Regions from separate parts of the Mus musculus genome. Here region 1 is linked to region 2. Evidence: chromatin contacts called from public promoter capture Hi-C data. All regions are on one chromosome and are shown on one strand. The core of a region is the stretch at or near the end of the contact, and the rest is flanking DNA. Distances in the headings are between cores, read along the strand shown. Region 1 holds the start of Sec31b (Sec31 homolog B (S. cerevisiae)). Region 2 holds the start of Mms19 (MMS19 cytosolic iron-sulfur assembly component).

Region 1 (6,974 bases), core at 4,130-6,629, 2.6 Mb after region 2:
GTTTTATTATAAGTGCCTCCAAGGAATGATTTGACATATAGCTACGTTAGATTGGCCTCCACCAGTGTTCCAATATCCTAGGAAATCGTTGAGCTGCCCTTGGGTTTTTAATTTAGTAAGAATGCTACTCATTCAGAAGAAATGCCTCCAGTGTAGATAGTGAAAGGAGTCAGGCATTACAATTTACTGGATAAGAACTAGAAATCTCAGGACTAGTTCTACAAAGTAAACTTAGAATAACAGCTGAGTCACTCCCATATACAGGAATTTACAATGGCCTAGGAAGAAGGAAGATTGTGGTCTAAGAAGGAACTGGAGTAAATAATTAGAATAACAGCTGAGTCACTCCCATATACAGGAATTTACAATGGCCTAGGAAGAAGGTGGATTATACAAAAGACTAGAATTGGAACTATGGCAAGGGCATAAAGGCCTTGCCCCTGGCTTCTAGGACTAAGCTGACCTTAGGTGGGGCTGCTTTTTATCCCAGTTGTAAACACTGCCTGGTTCCTGTCAGCTTTTATGTATGCATTCCTCTGTAACCTCAATGTACCTTGATGTATCACTTAGCTTCCTTGCTTTCTTCTGTAATATAAGTCTGATGCTCACTTTGAGAAACTGCACTCAGATCCAATACTCTCTCTGGTGTCTGTCACCCCATAGACTCTTTGTCCACTTGAGTACCAGAACCCTGATTCTCTCACAGGTTGAGGGACCGACTGAGTCCAGTCTGTGGCACACCTCCTCATAGTGCCATTCTGTAAGAGCCTATAGGAGCCATTTTCATTCAAACCCCTAGAAGGGCTGAGGGCTTAAATTTTATTTATTTATTTGTTTGTTTGTTTGTTTGTTTGTTTTTTGAGACAGCATTTCTTTGTATAGCCCTGGCTGTCCTGGAACTCACTTTGTAGACCAGGCTGGCCTTGAACTCAGAAATCCGCCTGCCTCTGCCTCCCGAGTGTTGGGATTAAAGTCGTGAATCACCACACCCGGCTCTTAAATCTTTTTATTATTAATATTGTGGTTTTCATGGTGTGTGTGCTGCAGCACCAATGTGAAGGTCAGAGGACAGCATCATGGTCTTGGTCCTCTCCTTCCACGTTATGTAGGTTCTGGGGACTGAACTCCAGTTGCTGGGCTTTTGCAGCAAGCACCTTTTCCTCATGAGCCACATTGACAGCCCTCCTAAGAAATTTTAAGGGGAAACAAAGGACAGAGAAATCCCACAGGGAAAGTGGGGAGAGACTGGATGTACGATCTGGGTGCATGTCTCGGCAGGGTCTTAGAAATGATCTTGTATGGGCTGGTGAGATGGCTCAGCGGTTAAGAGCGCTGACTACTCTTCCGAAGGTCCTGAGTTCAAATCCCAGCAACCACATGGTGGCTCACAACCATTCGTAACAAGATCTAATGCCCTCTTCCGGAGTGTCTGAAGATAGCTACAGTGTACTCACATATAATAAATAAATAAATCTTTTAAAAAAAGAAAAAGAAAAAGAAATTATCTTGTATGATCTCTTCTTCTTCTTCAAAAGTAAGTGAGAAAATACAAGGCAACCAACGTAACTCACTCCAAAGCACACAGCTTAATTAGCATCACAGCTAGGCTACAACCCAACACAACTGTGCTTTCCATGACAGCAATGCATAAGATGACTGGCAGAAGGGAAGATAGAATAGGGGCCTACCAATTATCAGATGGAAGGCTGCAATAGAGACCAAAAATCTCTAGGTTAAAGCGGTCAAGAAAATGTCCTGAGCTATAAGAAAAATACTTACATATTTTATATAGATACCTGATATCTATATAAGATCAGTAGTGTGGTAACGTGTATACTACTTATTAAATATGAAGTGGACTATAGTGAATATTTACACTTTTTTTCCTGACAGTACAAAAACCTGCTGACTATTGTGTCAGGCTATACATGCCATTTTCCACAAAGCCCTTAAAAAGGAATAGAGCCAGGTACAGCGAGACATATCTATACCAGCTTCTCAGGAGGATGAGTTGGGAGGACAGTGAGTTCAAAGCCAGCCTTAGCAAGACTTTGTCTAAAGACAAAAGCTGTGACATACTAGGAAGAAGACTTGGCACTCAGATGGGAACATGCTTCCATTCCAAGTCCACCTTCTTAAGGCTTCCATCGCCCATGTAAAATGGAAGTAGTGGCATGTCTAATTCAGGCTTATTCTGAGGACTGAGTAGAATCTGAAGGGTCCCAGTGATAGTGCTCTCCTACCAAGCTCCTCAAGGATTTCTTGCAGCCATTTCTGCCATTATAAAGGAGAGGATCAATGATCCTCTTTTCATTGCTCTTGCACAAGACAGCCAAGAAACCTACGAGCAGAGCATCCAGCTCGCAAGAGCCACGAAACCTGCGACACCCAATCAACACCCAAGAGCCATGAGGAGAGATCGTTCGTCATCCTCCTTGTTGGCAGAAGAGTGTGGTATTGTGTAAGCTTGCTGTCCTAACAAAAGCCAAGGGAGGGAGGAATCAATGTCCATGGGTTCAAAAGGAGACCTGATACAGGTAGTCCTGGCTTGTGCAAGATAGCTCTATCACCTGCACGCTGCCTGATACTGCTGCTGCTGCTGCCACTGCCTAGTAAGGTGAAAGTGGTTAGTTCTCAAGTCCCTTTGACCAGCACGACCTCCTCTGAAACATAACTCCTGTTCCCCATACTTCTCACCCCCATGATCCCTGAATTGCACACACCACCCCTAGGACCCTCTATCAGTATATCCATCAGGGTCTGACCTGAATACCCACTCATAGACCCAACATAGTACCTGCTGGAGACAGAAAGAATTCCTTTGTGTTTCAAGTCCAGAGAAGGGTCCCTGAAATCAATCTCAAATATTTCCAGGGTGGCATTTGTGCTAAAGGAGGCATCTAGTTGCTGAGCAGATGTTCCTAGTCACATGGAAAGGAAAGAAGAGGCAGCAAATGAGCAACAATGTATGCATGGGAAAATACTGGGTACTAATAGGTTAGGGAGCGGGGAGGAAACAGAACAGAAGAGAGATAGGAGCATCCTTTTCTCTAGAGGTAACCGCAAGGAAAGCATGAGGTGCCGCCCTCAGGCCCTAGTCCAAGGCTGTTACCAGGTACCCAACCTGACATAATCCTACAGCTGTCTCTCATGGTCATTAAGGAATTCTAGATACTGAGTTTTCCTTTGATGGCTGACTTCTAGTAGCTCCTGGTCTGTCGTGTCATCGTACCTGTGGCCAGATACACAGGGTACTGCCTGGCCGGGCTCCACGCTTGGACAGCTGGCTTCTCAAGTTCTTTCAACTTCATGGTTTCCGGGAAACATATATGACCTTTGGCCCACTAAAAATAGAAATAATAATTAAAAAAAAAATCTTAGGGCCAGTGATCCAGGGAGCGTCTGTGGACACAGAGATGGTCTCTCTTCTCTACAAGATGAAGTAGTCCAGCAAAAAACAGAATGAGAAAAACAAGCTCATCTGACAGTTCGCTTACCCAATGGCTAAAACTGATTATCTAAACTCCCAAGGTCTTTAATCAACATTGGTTACTACAGTTCTACCGACAATAACCATCAAACTAGGTAATTTCTCAGTGACGTTGCCTGATTCCCTTGGTTTTAAATATTGTATCTGTGCCAGGGAACCCTGTATTTATGTCATTGACACACATCTGTCCTCTGAGTACCAATTCCCAAGGGAAATGGATAATTAAATATTTCTAGCTATAATGTACATCTATGATCCAAGCATTCAAGAGGCTGAGGCATTAGAATCATAAGTTCAGGCAAGCCTGGCGTGGACTACATACAAAGTAAGAACTTATCTTAATATATTTAAAATTATAACATTCATAGATATGTGTGTGTGTTGCCTGCATGTATGTCTGTGTACCACACGGGTACCTAATGCCTTCAGAGGCCAGAAGAGAGTGTTGGAGCCCCTGGAACTGGAGCTACAGATGGCTGTGAGCTACAATGTGAGCGCCCCGGGAACCCAGCGGGTGCTCTTACCAACAGAGCCATCTTTTCAGACCCTTTCCTTTTGCGGGAGGGGGCGCATGGTCTCCCGTAGCCCAGACTGGCCTCAAACTTGCTAGGTAACTGAGAATGATCGTCCTGTCTCTACTTGGCAAGTGTGAAGCCCCCACACCGCATTCATTTTAACTCTGTGATTTCCACTTCTAATGTATACTCAAGGTCTCATCCTCACGGGCCAGCGAAAGGGCTGAAAGGTAAAGAAGGACACTTAGAACTATTTGTGACCTGCTTGAGCAACCCAGTCAGGTCAGCCTCACCTATAAAAGCAGGCGATAATAGTACTTAATCTCTATTGTACTTTCCAGCTTGAAAAAAGCTTGGGGCTGTCAGTTAAGCTTGTTTCTGGGAGCTTCTAAACTCCTGAAGCTCCGCTTTATCAGTGACCAGCGAACTACACTATTTCGTCACCAGTGCCACCTGCTGGTCAGAACCATCCTGTACAGAAGCGCAGCGACCAGCAACAGCGCATTTGCCAGGCACAACTAGAAATTTCTATAAATTGTTACTTTGTTTTACATAGAAAACAGCCGGCTAAGCCGCAATGTAAACCCCGTGCTTTTAACCATTATATTAATTTAAGCAAAGCTTTCATGACGTGCTTAAACCATTGACAGAAGGACGGGAGAAATGCTTTTTTTTTTTTTTTTTTTTTTTGGTTTTTTTCGAGACAGGGTTTCTCTTTATAGCCCTGGCTGTCCTGGAACTCACTTTGTAGACCAGGCTGGCCTCGAACTCAGAAATCCGTCTGCTTCTGCCTCCCGAGTGCTGGGATTAAAGGCGTGCGCCACCACGCCCGGCTGAGAAATGCTCTTTTCATCCACTTTGCTCTGAGGCATCATTTTATAAGAAAAACCCTCGTTAGGATCAGAACAGCCAGAGCAGTGGCGGGCTGATAGGGTCGGGGAACCACTATCAGGGAGGACGACCCTTGGCAGTCCAGTCCTTAGGGAGAAGGTCAACACGGCTTCTCGCCTGCTGACTGCCATACAAGGCGCTTGACGGTCAGTTACCACTGGCCAGGGCACCGCGACAGTGTGCAGGCTGAGGGCCCGGTCAAGTCAAGGCTTGGGGGGCAGTCGGAGGCGCGCGCAGCGCTGCTGGACCTCGGCGGGGTTGGGGACACTGTGTGGCAAGGGGAGCGGGACCGGGTCCAGCTGGGGGGATTCGTACTGGTGCTCCAGAGGCGTGGCAGCCCGGGTGTGGTCAAGGCGAGCTCCCCGGCGTCCTCCCGTGGGAGGAGCGGTGCTCCGGGACCCCAGACCCGCAGGGGAAACCCACCTGTTCCGAGCGCCCAGGTCAGGGGTCACAGGCGACCGCCTGGGCCGGTCCTGTCCCAACCAAGGGCGCACCGCGCTGCGGACGGCGGCTGCCGAGGGCCAAAAGTCAATTTGCCCTGGCCACAGCTGGCGACCCACTCCCTCTGCTCGCCTAGCTGAGCTCCTCAACACTAATCTGCACCGAGAGCGATAGCGCAGAGGTTTCCCAGCAGGGCCTGCCTCACTTGCCCTGGGATTGCACAGTTCTAGCCCCCACACCAGTACATGCTAGTCTATTCTATTTGAGTCAGGCTCCTGTGTATAGAAAGGGAAAACACTAATTCAATTTATTATGTAGTTATTAAAGTGAGGGAAGCCCATGAGCTCTCAGTGTGATCTATTTAGCTAAAAAGCAATCGAGGTTGTAAATAGTAGTGGTGCACACTGGAGCCTACTAGTAGAGGGTGTCCACAAACTGATTAACGGCTGTGTGTGGAAAAAGAGACAACTGTGAACCAGGCACTTCATGGAAGATTTCAGGCACATGACATGGGCATTACTCCTTGGAGCTGAAAGAACACTAGGTGATATTTCAGCAAAAAGGGGGGCCAAAGCAGCTAATGGGCATGCTGGCATTTCCCATACAGTAAGTCAAAGAGACTGATCAAGAACAAGTACTGATAGATAAATTGTGGAATACCAATTAATTCTGCGGTTAACAGGGAATTACTGAAAATTATTGGGTCAGAGGCACTAGTGGCAATTGTATTTTGTATCTGGCAGTATGGATCCCTTTGGAGAAAAAAGAGAGGAAGGCAGGGACCCAATTACAAGAGGAATAGAGCAGCCCAGGGACCGGTGAAGAAAGTCAGGATTAATACTGGTGACTGAAGGAGAGCTGCCCTGGCTCTCCTGACTGAGAAAGGAAAGGATTCAAGACAGCCGGGGCCCAAGAGCAAGGGAGACCCGGTGTCGCTGATAACAGAGTTAAAACCTTGAGGCAGAGGAAAAGAGAATGTGAAGATATCACAGATGCTTTTCAAGTTGAGATAACTGTGGAGGTAATTGTGGCAGGTGAAGATGCCCAAGTTGGTTCAAAAGTGCCACTTGATGCATGGTGAGTTCTACCCGGGTCACCTCTGAAACTGGGGTGCCCATTATCTGATGGGCAGTTCTGAAACCAGATAGACACCCATGTGTGGCACCATCTGTGCCAGGACCATTCTTGCTACAACTAAACATTTAACTTTTTTTTTTTTTTAAGTGTCCTATCACAGGTGAGCCGGTGATGGGGGTGGAGTTGGGGAGTGAACAAGGTCTGAGCCTTAGGAACTAGAGGTGTGGATTGGCTGAGAGTGCTTGCTTGCCCTAAGGCTTGAAACCCTGGTTTTATTTCCCAGCACTAGAGAAACCAGTAGTCGTGGTGGCTTCAGGGTGGAGGGTCAAAAGTTCAAGGTCATCTTCAGGTACCCAAGCTACCCAGCAAGTTCAAGGGCACCCAGGGCTACAGGAGATTCTCTCTCTTCCTCTCTCTCTCTCTCTCTCTCTCTCTCTCACACACACACACACACACACACACACACACACAGCTGAACCTTGGAAAGTACTCCCAAATTAGGGAATAAAGCAGAAGTACCAACCACACTGATGGAGCATCACAAAAGAAATCGCACTAAA
Region 2 (7,122 bases), core at 3,338-5,837:
CCTTTATAGGACGCCTAAGTTTTTACAATGTGTGCAGGATTTTCTGTATAACAATGGCCTTGCTAGCTTTCCTAACTTTGTATGCTTTCCTCAGCCGGGCGAGTTCATGTGGAGTATGGAGAAGGGTCAAAAGCAGGATTTATGTGGCCATCAACACAGAAGGAACAATTAGGTCTCTGTCTGATGGAACTGCAGCCTCTTGAGAATCTGGAGTGGTAGCCCAAGGAAGGGGGGACCAGGGCTGGGGTGCTGTGGGTAGAAGCGCATGAGCAGAATGGAGGGAAATCCCCCAGGAATAGGTTCTAGGCAGGCTCTTAAAAAGGCCATTTCTGGGGATGAGGATGTAGCTCGGTTGGGCAAGCGCCTGTCAGAGGCTCTGAGGTAGGTTTCCAGCACTGTATGGCGCAAGCCTGTAATCCTGGCCCTTGGATCATATAAGTGCAAGCTCATCCGCAGTTAATACAAGCAGTTTTCAGCCAGTCTGCTTACAAGAGGCCCCATCTCAAAATCAAAACAAAACAATAAAAACCTTCCTGATGATGCCACAGTCGTTTCTCTACAGTTACTCTTTACTCCTTAATAATTTTATTTCAGTAATAGTGGTTTCTTTGGGCAATCAAAACCATGGCAAAATAGAATGAACGCTGAACTAAAGGGAAACCCTAGTGATGGGGGTGGGAAAGTAGACCGGTGCTTCTGTTTTTGATTAAGTTACTTCTTTTCCCTGGCCCCAGGCTCAAAATGCTGGGTGCATCTAGGGTAGGCTTTTTTATTTCCTTCAAGCCTTAGAGCTAACTGGGCCTCAAATTCCACAGATTCTACTTGCTTCCTTAATTCTTGTCATACAAACTTTCCTTTTTACATTTTGTGTATGTGGAGGTCAGAGAACAATTTCAGAGAAACTGTTTTCTTCCCATCACGTGTATCCAGAGGACTGAACTCAGGATATCAAGCAATTTTTACTCACTGAGCCACCTCACTGAGCCACCTTGTTGGCCCTGAAGAGTTTTGTGGTGTGTGCACTCAGGCTAGTTCCAGGGGACTCTTGGTAGAAATGGTAGGGTAGGTCAGATGTGGGTACTCATAGACATACCTGTGAAACAAATCTGCTCGTGAGTTCATGAGCGGGTGGGAAATCTATTGGGGTTGGAGATGTTGTCTAGACCAGGAAATAAGGAAATACTGGGGGAACAGCACTAGCTGGGCCTTGACCATACGGTCTAGCTTTGGATTTAGATAAAGCTGGTGGAGGGAACAGGAAGGACAGCGCTTGGGAAACGGAGAACAAAGGCTGGTGCCTAGAACTAAAGGTCCAAGAGGCTAGTGGTGAGAATAAAGGCTGGGACAAGTACTGGCTATCAATGAGAGGCTGCCTGAGAGGCCTTCATTCCTCGGCTTCCAACTCATTTCCTTCCTAGTACTTGCATGTTCGTGGGAGCTGACAACTATTTCCACCAGGAACCACCAGGTGCCAAACAAAGATGGCAGTTCCCTTGTGATCACAAAGGATTCCTTCTGCATTTGTAACTTGTAAGTGAGCTGCTGCTTCCAAGGCTGATGTATGGGTTCAGTACTGCACAGACTGACTGACTCAGGCTGGAGAAAGTGCTCTGGGGATAGTTCAAAACTGTCCGCTTATCATAGTCTAACAACGAAGACTATGATCAGTTAAGACTAAGAATACTAATTTAATCCTTCCTAAATTTCCTTTCATTCTACAACCCTTGCTTAAAGGGCTGAACACCCATTACCTAAAACAAGCCATTCAGACCTTACCGCTGGAGTTCAGGGTTATATATAATCCGGCTCCATCAACCCATTCAACCTTACTGGCTACTATTCCTTTGTACCAACCTTCCTTTTGTTAAGAGGAATAAATTACAATAGGGTTCACTTACACAGGTACTACAGAGTAGATTTTAAACCATACATGCACTGGCTAGTTTTGTGTCAACCTGACACAAGCTAGAGTCATCACTGAGGAAGGAGCATCCGTTGAGGAAATGCCTCCATGAGATCCAGCTGTAAAGCATTTTCTCAATTAGTGATCAATGAGGGAGGACCCATCCCATTCTGGGTGGTACCATCCCTGAGCTAGTGGTCCTGGCTCCCGTAAGAAAGCAGGCTGAGCAAGCCACAGGGAACAAACCAGTAAGCAGCACCCTCCATGGCCTCTGCATCAGCTCTTGCTTCCAGGTTTGAGTTCCTGTCCTGAATTCCTCCAATGATTGACTGTGATCTCCGAGTACAAGCCAAATAAACCCTTTCCTCCCCAACTTGCTTTCTGGTCATGGAGTTTAGTCATAGCAATAGAAACACTAAAACAAGATGATAGTTCAGGCTCCCTTTTTTGACATAACAAAAAAAGGTATTTTATGAAAAAATAAGAAGGCAGTTATTTAAGCTGTCTTTTAAAGATGTGTTATGCATCCATAAAATCCAAAATTATTATTCCCAGAGTGCACAAATGTGGAAGAACAATTACAGATAACATTAATATAGTAACATCTATCTTGGTATGGGGGTGGGTTTAAGTATATCTAAGCTTCTGTGAAAACAACGGTCCTGATATATAGTTCACCGGATCTAAAGTTTACCCCCCAAACAAACCAAAAGCAAACACTAGTCAATGAGGAGCTCGATAAAGAAGTTAGAGATTAATGTATTGATCTCTGCAGTTTAAATGGGTAGGTTTGTGACAATTCAAATTAAAGAAAAAAATGTTAGTGATAGGCTCTAAGTAGTGAGTCTATGATCTTTAAAAAAAAATTTAAGTTGGGCAGGGGTAGTGCATGCCCGTCATCCCAGCATTTGGGAGGGGGATTTAGATCTTTGAGTCCAAGACCAGCCTGGTCTACAGAGTTTCAGGATAGCCAGGGCAACACAGAGAGAGCCTGTCTCAAAAGACAATACACAAACAGATAAATAACTAAAAATTAAAATTCTTTAGATTTTGTTAAATGCTGTGAAATCTCCATAGTAAAATCTGGGGGGAAATGGCATTGATAATAACCCATAACAGACTATACTTGATTAAGTTGTAAAATGTTATAAGCTTAAGTGCAAGTACCAGGGGCTTTATTTTCTTTCTGAGATTGGGGCTCACACTGTAGCTGAGGCTGGCCTAGAACTCACTAGCAAACTTGCCACCCCCCTGCCAAATCCTGGAACTAAAGGAATGCACTACCAAGCCCAGCCAATAGCAGGCATTTTTGCCCCTTGATGCTCTGGAACCATATATTTACCTCTTACAACACAGTTCTTTCTCTCACTAATTATAATAGTTTGATGGCCATAGATAGTATCTTATTTGTATTTCTGTCCTCAATTCTTTTCATGCTGGGTAAAAAATACGTGCTCAGAAATAATAGAATGGCAGAGAATGTGGACTATTGCTAAGGACCAACATATATTTCTAGCAGTTCATTTCTCACATATTCTAAAAATTAATCTGTTCAATTTGCTAAAGAAACTTCTTCACCCATAAACTTCCAAACATAATTTTTAAAAACCCGCATCTATATCCATTTTTTATTCTATTTCTTAAACCCGACACTGAAGGCCTAACATTCAACATTCAGAAAGAATTCTAAAGAGGCACCCTGGATTTGTTCAAATCCTGGATAAACTCGGAACTGAGAGATTCCTGAAATTGGAACTCTGGGAAGAAGGATAAAAAAATGGGACATTAAAAAGTTATAAATCTAATTTATCAAAAAGCCTATTTGGGGCTGGAGAGATAGCTCAACAATTAAGAGGACAGACTGCTCTTGAAGAGGTCCTGAGTTTAATTCCCAGCAACCATATGATGGCTCACAATCATCTATAATGGGATCCGATGTCCTCTCCTGGTGTGTCTGACAGCGTACTCACATACTATATATATATATATATTCTTTTTTTTAAAGCCTACTAAGACACATAAGTGAATCTTTAAAGACACTAGTCATCTACACGCCCACCGACCTAGAGCCAGACTGGCTCCTCCCCTCCTCCATCCAATTACAACCACTCAAACAGCTGGAGCGCACGCTACTTCCAGGAAGGCAAGAGGCCGGAGCGTAACCCTTGGAACCCAGACCTTCTCACCTAACACTCCGCAAACAACGCGGTCCTGCGGTGCAAGCACCAGGTTTGGACCAGAACACCCGAGTCCAAGTCCCAGCTCCACTTCCGGACTCGTCTGTGCCTTGCACAAGTCTATTACTCTCGGAGAAATGTAATGATTCTCTATGGACCACAGCGAGATGCGGAATGTAAAGAAAGCTTTAAGGAAGATGCAAGCGACTCTCCAACTTGTTAGGGCAGTAGCGCTCCCAGCGGGGGCAGAGCGGCCAGAGGACCAATCACAATCACCTCTCCCTTCACTCCCTTCCCGCCGCGCGCGGGTGCTGAGGCCGCTCCCTGCGGTCCGGCCCCTGCAGAAGCCTCGCGGCGTTGTTTGCCATACCTGCAGCCACCTGGTCAGCGGGCCCCTCCTGTTGACCCATGACGAAGTCTTGCACGAGGCCACACAGGGCGCCCATAGGCGCCACTGCCTCCTCCAGACCGGTGGCGGCAGCCATGACGCTAGCCAGAGATTGTGGGAGGGGGAAGTGGGTGTGGCTACGAGATGTGTCTCTCCGCGCACGCGCCTCCATGGCCAATAGTTGGGCGCAGACTTCAGGGGCGGGGCACCTCCAGGTCACGTGCCTGCCGGCTCTGGGCCAGGCAGTCCCTTCAGGGACCTAACGGCCCCTCCCCAGAGGGCGGGGCCTGGGCCGGGGCGCGGCTCCGGGAGGGGAAGTGACTGCCGGGCACGCAGCCGGGGCGGTTGAGGGCGCATAATTCCCGGCCGCTCTCCCCGGGAGACGGGCGACAGGGCGGGCACCTGGCTGGGTGGGGCCGAGGGGCGGTACGCATCCTGGGAAAAGCCAATGAGAAAACCAGACCCGGCCCGAGGGGCGGTGCCGTCGGTCACATGCGCACCTGGGGCGGCTGGCGACCGTGGCGCGGCCACCCCAAGCGGGAGGAAGGGAGCGGGGCCGGGCCGGGGCGGGGTTAGGCAGGTGAGTGACAGGCTCCGGGGGGCCGGCCCCAGCTGGGAGCTCGGAGTGATCCTGGAGTAGCTGCGGCGGTGTCCGCCCCCTCCCTCCGCCCCTCCAGCCGGGCTGGTCTCTGGCCGGGCACTGTCGCGGGCCCCCCTGGCCTGGCCACCTCCCTCTCCGCTGGCCCGCAAAGTTTGTGGCGAAGCCGGCGTCGGGCAGAGCGCTCCCCAGGGGAGATCCAGGAGCTCTCGATGTCGGGCTGCGGGAGTCGTTGACCCGGGGACGCCGCGGTTCGGGGCAGCAGCGTGGAGCAGCCGGCCGACCGCCGCCTCTGGTGCATGGGGGACCGGCTGAGAAGCCAGCATGGGCAACTGCGTGGGGAGACAGCGCCGGGAGAGGCCGGCTGCTCCGGGACACCCCCGCAAGCGAGCAGGTAACGCCAGGAAAGGCAGCGGGGTCCCGGCGCGCTGCCAGTTGGCCCTTGCCTTGCCCGAACCTTGGGGTTCCCGAGCGACCTCGCTCGGCGCCGGGCGCTTGGGTTCCCCCACGGCTTCTCGGAGCCAGACGGGGCCCTCCCCGGCGCGGGCTGTCTGGGAAGCGAGTTGGGGTAACTGCGAGCGCTGACCCGGCCGGGAGGCCAACTCGCTCCCACCGGGAAGCTGGGGATGGGGGCGGGGGCAGGAAATGTTTCCAGACCGCGACGAGGCTGGCGGAGGGGGCCAAGCGAGTGCGCCGCGGATCTGGCAGCCCCGGCCAGGGTCGGCCGGCGGCCGGCCGGGGCGCGGCGTGGGCAGCCTGCGTCCCCAGAAGTCGGAGCGATCGAGGCGAACACAGTCGCTCATTCCAGCGAGTCACTGTGTCATTATCGGGCTGCAGGTCGTTGTCTGCGGGAATCCGACTTGTAAAAAGCAGTGCAGGACCATGGAAAATAGAAATCTTTATTTCCTCCCACCTCTCCACACGGCTTTTTGGAGCCTCGGTGGCTGTCTGGGAGTCTAGGAAAGGTGGGGTGCGGGGTGAGCGTCGCCTTCGTGTTTGTTAGGAGCGTTCTCAGCTCTTGGAATGGGATCCCTCTCAGCCATGAGAATGGGATCTGCTCTCTGGCAATCTTCGAAGCTCCAGTAGCGCGGTCTCACTTTCTTGGTACACCAGCCCTGTCCTGGCGCTTCGTTTGAGGGTCATTTCCCTGTCTTGTACTCTCTTCTCTGGGGGTGTTGCAAAGAACTTATGCAAATGATAAACTGTGGCGCGCAAAAAGACCTTCAACACTGGACTGAATTTCCAGATCTACCTCTCTTTTATGTAAAAACACAGATCCAGAGAGGTTGGGCAGCTTCCCCTAAGTCACACAGTGAGTTAGAAGTGCAACTGAGGTTGGAATCCGGTCTCTTCCCCCTTGTTACCACATACCCCTTTATGTAAGAGGAGCCACAGGCGCAGTTGTTAATGAAGTGGAAACTCTAGTTGGAGTTTCCTGTCTGCTTTGACACTGAAGGTGTGTTGTTTTGCTTGTGTAAACTGGGAAGGAAGATGGGGAGAAGCACAGGGGAAGCTGGGAAGGATGTGTGTGTGTGTGTGCTGGACAGGATGACTTGTGCAAGCAGAAACGTTTTTATGGGAGGATGGAGTAAAACTTACAAATTCCTTTTGAAAGCAACCCTGGCCTTTCTTCTGACCAAGGACTTTTGTTCGTTCATTCATTCATTCATTTATATCATTCATACATTTGATCAAGCAGAAAGCAAATAATTTTGATTTCTTGTATGCTCCATCCTTGATCTTGCCTCGTGTTTTTATGGTTGACTACCCTTTCCTACCTCAGTCTCCGAACTGCTTTCTATCTCTGCTATCCTTATCCTGGTTTCCTTTCTCTATCATTATTTTTTTCCAGTTTTGAGGGTCAGGAGTTTACAGAAGCATTCTGCCATTGAATTGCATCTCTATCCTCCGATTTTCCTTTTCAATTTCTCTTGCCCACCCTCACCTGTTATACACCAGTGGCTCAGTCTGACAATCTGGGTTTCCTCATGACACTCCCTCCCAGAGATAGCTTACTTAGTTGCACAACTCTTTGTCCATCAGGAAGACCCCTGTC

What was found. Promoter capture Hi-C pulls out the DNA fragments that hold promoters and counts their contacts.
Region 1: a contact with region 2 is called in a promoter capture Hi-C map of liver, with 3 times the contacts expected there. The contact joins the promoter of Sec31b here to the promoter of Mms19 in region 2. A contact is called at or near these places in 3 of 39 promoter capture datasets (cranial neural crest and liver).

What each region holds. Positions count from the first base shown.
Region 1 is chr19:44,540,469-44,547,442 of GRCm38.p6, forward strand. Sec31b (Sec31 homolog B (S. cerevisiae)) reads right to left here and starts at 5,380. Exons shown (of 26, transcript NM_001033343.1): 1 at 5,320-5,380; 2 at 3,233-3,344; 3 at 2,798-2,921. The coding sequence starts at 3,311.
Region 2 is chr19:41,976,549-41,983,670 of GRCm38.p6, forward strand. Mms19 (MMS19 cytosolic iron-sulfur assembly component) reads right to left here and starts at 4,588. Exons shown (of 31, transcript NM_028152.3): 1 at 4,451-4,588. The coding sequence starts at 4,565. It overlaps Ubtd1 (ubiquitin domain containing 1), which reads left to right and starts at 5,215. Exons shown (of 3, transcript NM_145500.3): 1 at 5,215-5,460. The coding sequence starts at 5,391.